Linked DNA regions of Mus musculus: region 2 is linked to region 1. The links are chromatin contacts, called in public Hi-C maps. All regions are on one chromosome and are shown on one strand. Each heading gives the region's core, a stretch centred on a gene start, on an enhancer-like site or on the middle of the called end of the contact. The rest is flanking DNA. Distances are from core to core; before and after follow the strand shown.

Region 1 (2,752 bases), core at 97-2,596:
CAACCATCCGTAACTCCATTTCCAGGAAATCCAATGCCTTCTTCTGATCTCTGTAGACACTGGGATATATACAATTCATATACATACATTCAGGCAAACAAGCCGGGTGTGGTGGCGCACGCCTTTAATCCCAGCACTCGGGAGGCAGAGGCAGGTGGATTTCTGAGTTTGAGGCCAGCCTGGTCTACAGAGTGAGTTCCAGGACAGCCAGGACTATACAGAGAAACCCTGTCTCGGAAAACCAAAACAAACAAACAAAAAAACAAAAAAACATTCAGGCAAACACTCATATACATAAAATAAAAATAAATAAAATTTCAATAATAAAATAAGGCCACATTGGGCTTGATGCTGATCTACATGCTGTTCGAGATTCCAAATGATACAGTAGCAGAGACCCCAGGAAGAGTTGCATGAGCGTGTGTGTGTGTGTGTGTGTGTGTGTGTGTGTGTGTGTGTGTGTAGTACGTGTATATGCAGGCACACATTCAATAGTGTTTGTGGAGGCCAGAGGTCAATGTTCCACATCTTTCTTTATCTATATATCTGCCCTATTTGTGGGACCAGATCTCTCACTGAACCCAGAGCTATTGCCTAGCTCCAGAGCCCCCAGGATCCTTCCGTCTCTGCCTCCCCGGTGCTGGGGTTACAAGTACGCACTGCCCTGCTCACCTTTTTTTAAAATCTAGGTTTTAGAGATTTGAATCCAGATTCTTGTACTTTCAAACCAAGTGCTTCACCAATGGAGACATCTTCCTGGCTCTCAGGAAAACAAAACGCAGCTGGTAGTGAGGAGCCAGGCTACTGACTGTTAGGCACCATCGGTCAGAGCATCAGCCACCACTGGGTCATCCTCGCTCCCCCAGCTGTCCAGCTGCCTGCTGTCTTTCTATCTGGGCCCCTGTGGGGGGCTCTGTCTTTCTATCAGTTCCCTGCTCCACAAACACAAGACTGAGGTAGTGGGACTGAACAGGGGCAGTCCCATGCGTGGATGCCATGCAGGGAGCCGTATTCAGTTCCAACAAGCCTTCTACATTTTTTTCCTTATTTTTTTCCCTCCCCACTATGAAACAAAGAAAGTTTGTTGTGGAGGTGTAGACCTTTCTTGGGCCTTGTCCGAGTTTCTACCTTGTTTTTCTTTTTCCTTCTCCCTCACCTCCACCCTGCCTTCCCTGCCTCCCCACCTTGAATAAATAAAGCACCCAGTGCTGGCACCAGCTGGTAAGGAAAGAACAAACTATCTCATAATTTTCTAATTTTTTTTTCACACACTGGCCCAGGGTTTTGGGCAAAGGACAAAAGCTATTGTTGAAGAGAGCACAACACGGAGTTCTGAGTCACCGATCCGCCTCGGTTCCCGAGAGCTCATAGGTCTGCTTTGCTGGCAGAGCCGGTGAGCTCAGAGCCCTGCGGGGGCCGTGGGTGCAGGCGCCCTCTTGGGGCGCGGCCCCGCCCCCCACCCTTGCCAGGGCTCCCCGCTGGGCTGGCACTTCAGCTTTGTTGGCTGTTAATCATAGGGGGAATTTAAATAAAATGTTATGAAATAAAAAAACAAATCAGCCTGAGTCCTCTGTGCCCCCCCCCTTTTAATGCTGTCATTTCGGGGACATCTTTCAAGCTTTTTCATAGAGTTTCTCTGGTGGCCGTCAGAACACTGGACATTCAGAGGGAGGGGCATTTTCTCCAATACATATAATAAATATTTTTCTATGTTTCAAAATCATCCTCGAGATAGCTATTTGCATAGGCGAGGCAGGATTTATTCCCTGCGTTATCACGGGAGGACGCTATGACGGCACAGGGGAATATCTTTAAATCAGATCATGTATCCACAAGAGCTAAACCCAGGCTGGGGGCTTTGCCTGAGCGACCCAGATCACCTTGTCTGTGGGTGCCTGGCCTTGGGAAGCGTACCTGGAAGATGGTCCGGAGCCCCACCCAAACCTTGCCAGGCCCCGAACTCTCCTGCCCTTGCACCCAGAGAGACACAGGTCCTGCGGCTGGCCCTCATCCTTCAGCCGACCTTCACCCCCGAAGCTGCACTTCCTCTCTCTATAAAGCACCCTGGCAGCAAAAGGCCCACGACAACACGCGTTCTCCGCTTTTATATCTGAATATCTCAAAGCACTTAGCTAAGACCTTCATTTTCTCATTACCCCAAGGCGAGAAGGTCATTCGGGAAAATGGTACAAATATGCCCATTTGTCAAAAGCAAGAGGGAAGGGAGTTAAAAGGGATATTCTACCAGTGAAGCGAGCAGGCAAAACCAACCCCAGAGAGCACGCAGGGCCCGCTTGCCCGCCCAGTGGCCCGGCTTGCTTCTCTAGCCTCTAGTTCAAGAGTCTTGTGACTGACTGGTAGGATGGCTGAGCATCACACGCAGGTTTACAGAGAGTCAACCACCCAGCTCTGGCCGCAGCTCATTCTGACCTCATCCAGGGTCTCCACTTAGACCATAGATCACGATTATTTAAAATACACATTCTATACATAGACACAGTGACCAAAGGAAAAAATCCTGGATGGAAAGACACCAGGTATGATGGCGTGAAAGAGTATGTCATAATAATTAAGTTCAGGGTCAATGTCCTTCCTTGTACCTCTTTTAACAGTTTCTGTTCAGATGGGGCTCTGTATTTCCCCGTGCTGGAAGGGAAGCGTGCACTTCGAGGGCAGACCAACCTACACTCGACCACGTGACCAGGCCTGGTGGGAGGCACACACCTATAAACCCAGCTCTCAGGAGGCTAAG
Region 2 (2,752 bases), core at 149-2,648, 240 kb before region 1:
ATGCTTGGGAAATAGCTGTTGGATGGTAGGGGCAGAGCACAACCCATTTTCCTTTTTGCCAAACCTGCTGGAATTTTTTTTACTGCCTCTCGATTCTTCTGCCTGAAACCTTACCTAGAATTAGTCAGTTTTTTTTCTTTTAAGATTTATTTATTTATGTATATGAGTTTATGACAGAAAGGGACATTAGATCACCGTATGGATGGTTGTGAGCCACCGTGTGGTTGCTGGGAATTGAACTCCTTAGACCTCTGGGGGAGCAAGCAGCCTGTGCTTTACCCACTATCTGGAATTGTTTTAAGTAGGCCCAGAGCAGACCTTGTCTTTTCTGGCATCTGGGTTGTTATTTGTAACTGTTTTCAGATTTTGTGAAATCCAAAGTCAGTGCGGCTCTCCTGATTACAAGCTGCCTCCACAGAGCCACTTTCAGGAGTGAGGCTACAGGCAGCAAATCGCATAGCTAAGGAACGGCATGGAGGGTGAGCGAGCGGGCAAGGGCTCACATCGCGCCCCACAGCCGCTGAACAGTGGTGGTGCTTCGTGAGCCTTTCCCTGCCTGGCTTATAGTAAGGTTCAGTCCTGCGATAGATAACTGGGCTCCAGACCTGCCTGCTGCGTTTATTTCTCCCCAGAGATGTCAGAGTCCAGCCCTGATGAGTGGTCCGCTCTCCAGCCTGCATTCCACACTCATCCTGGCAGAGGGAAGCGGGTAGAGCAGGTGAGCAGGGAGAACCAGCGTCTCCTGCAGTTCTGCTAGTCACACCTAGCAAAGCTTTCTCCTCTGTCAGGTTCCGAGAACTGTTTTATGGCCTTAAGCACACACTTGGCCCACATCAGATGAGGGTGGGCTGGACTGGCCAGTGGGGCCTGAGACGCCTTTGCTTTTGTTGGGTGCAAGTGAGGCAGCCGATCATAGCGCTGATAGGGTCAGCTCACCACGTACATCTCATATGCAGATTCCCTTTGAAGAGAGAGGAGTCAGGTTCATTAATTAAAGGAGCCTGGCTCAAGAGGCCTGTAATTAGAGGTGCTAGAAATCTGAATTTGAAGAGATGTGTGCAGCTGCGTTCTGAAACTGTAGGGAGGTGCAGGCTGTGGGCAGGAATGTGGCTGAACCAGATTTGGAAGACTCAGCGTGTGGCAGAATTCTCCCTTAAACTTGTGTTCTTTGCAACTTTCTGTTGTGTTCACACCAACAGGCTGGCCTAGCGAGAGGAGGAGGGTGGGAGGGGGCTTCCTTAGCTTCCACGCTGAGCCCTCGGCAACAGGGATGATGTCCTGGATGTGTAGGTGTAGTTCTTGAGAAAGCTGAATTTCTTTGTGACATGACCTAAGAGACGGGGAGGAGAGACAGTGACTGCCGTGCAGAGTCATCTGTGCCAGGCATATGCTGGACTCCAGGTTCTGAAGAGGAGGTAGTTGTGGGTGGTGCATTCTGAAGACCTGGGTGATCAGGCACCACCCGTGATTGTGGGCCGCAAGATGCAGGAAGCTCCTGCCTTCGAGCTTTGTGTCCTTCAGGGTGTTTTATAGACCTTGTCTTCTGCAAAGGGTTGGAGCAACAGACAGTGCTCTCTGCTCTTCTTACATTCTCGGGTATAGTGTACTTAGTAAGTACTAAGAAATTCGTGAACCCTTCAGCCAAGGAATAGATGGAGAATCTCAGCTCACTGCATTTGCCCTATGCAGATGTGATTCAATTAGATTGAAACCCATTTAGCAGAGTGGTTTTGTGAAATAAATAACTTTTGAAGCAAGGCCACCGTACATAGTAACGCTGTGTTTACTAGGTGAAGACCTACGGCCACCGTACTCTCTGCCTTCCTGCCTGCCCACCCACCTCTTGCCCCAAAGTGCTGGCTCCCAGGCAGGCAGGCAGGCAGGCAGCACGGGGCTCTTTACAGAAAGAAACGCCTCTCCGTCACTTCCTGGCCCAGGAATTTCATCCTTGATTTACAGTGCTTAGATTGTTAGCGCTGTTGAAGGGGAGACAGTGTGAAGGTCCTTGTGTCCGCTTTGTCCTCTGTGGGAGAAAGAAAGCCGGTCGTGTTTCTTCCCGTGTGCCTGTCACAGCGGTGCCAGAGGAGAGGAGTAGCCACGCTCTGTGTCTTCTTTTCTTCACACTCCACACTGTGTGCTATCTAACGGGGGAACGATTTTGAGAGCACACTTCTGAAATAGTGGAAAGGTTCCCCTTGCACCCTCTTTTTCTAGCAACCCCCCACCCCCAGCACATTCCAGATAATGCGCTGCCTAGATCTCCCTATTTAGACGCGCTGCCGTGCTGGGGGCTGCTGCGCTTTCTGCCGGTCCTTTAGTGCTCATGGGTGGTGCTGCACTAAGTGGTCGTGGCAGAGGGCAGCGAGGACTGTGGGGAAAGCACAGATGCTCTCTGGAAGGAGAGTGCTTAAAAGCCAGAGGGCAGCAAGGTGCTGGGCTTGAAAGCACCTGGTGAGGATGCCTGGACTTTGAGTTCTGTCTGCTGCGCTAGGTTTGTAATAGGCTACCTGATTACAAAGGCGTTGCCAAGGCCGCGTCGTCCCAAGCCAGGCTGTGCATTAGGTGCACTAATCCTTTGCAGTGATGCTGGACTCAGTTGGAAAATTGCAAGTGTGCGTGTAGCGTGTAGCGTGTCTTGTTCCATCTGGGGCGGTGGGTGTTTCTACACAGACCTCCATGTGAGGCTTTCTCTCAGCCACCCAACGTTGCGTTCCTTGGTGGAAAGAAGCCTTCTACCACCAGTGACTTTTAA

The links. Hi-C and Micro-C count contacts between places; a contact is called where the count stands out from the background.
Region 2: a contact with region 1 is called in a Hi-C map of epidermal suprabasal cells, with 2.8 times the contacts expected there. The contact joins two enhancer-like sites. A contact is called at or near these places in 1 of 39 promoter capture datasets (pre-B cells), 25 of 484 Hi-C or Micro-C datasets (the G1E-ER4 cell line, the N1E-115 cell line, cerebral cortex and 15 more) and 8 of 115 datasets of contacts at active chromatin or transcription factors (the NIH/3T3 cell line, embryonic basal ganglia, embryonic hindbrain and 4 more).

Annotation. Positions count from the first base shown.
Region 1 is chr4:148,818,970-148,821,721 of GRCm38.p6, reverse strand. All of the region lies in intron 1 of Casz1 (castor zinc finger 1), which reads right to left. Among named protein-coding and RNA genes, the nearest start is that of Casz1, 16 kb to the right of the region's middle. Within about 2 kb of position 1,346, at least 32 of the 459 cell types and tissues checked have an H3K27ac peak or open chromatin away from gene starts, as enhancers often do. A contact at or near this core is called in epidermal suprabasal cells, where this site is marked.
Region 2 is chr4:149,056,862-149,059,613 of GRCm38.p6, reverse strand. All of the region lies in intron 2 of Pex14 (peroxisomal biogenesis factor 14), which reads left to right. Among named protein-coding and RNA genes, the nearest start is that of Gm46722, 40 kb to the left of the region's middle. Within about 2 kb of position 1,398, at least 37 of the 459 cell types and tissues checked have an H3K27ac peak or open chromatin away from gene starts, as enhancers often do. A contact at or near this core is called in epidermal suprabasal cells, where this site is marked.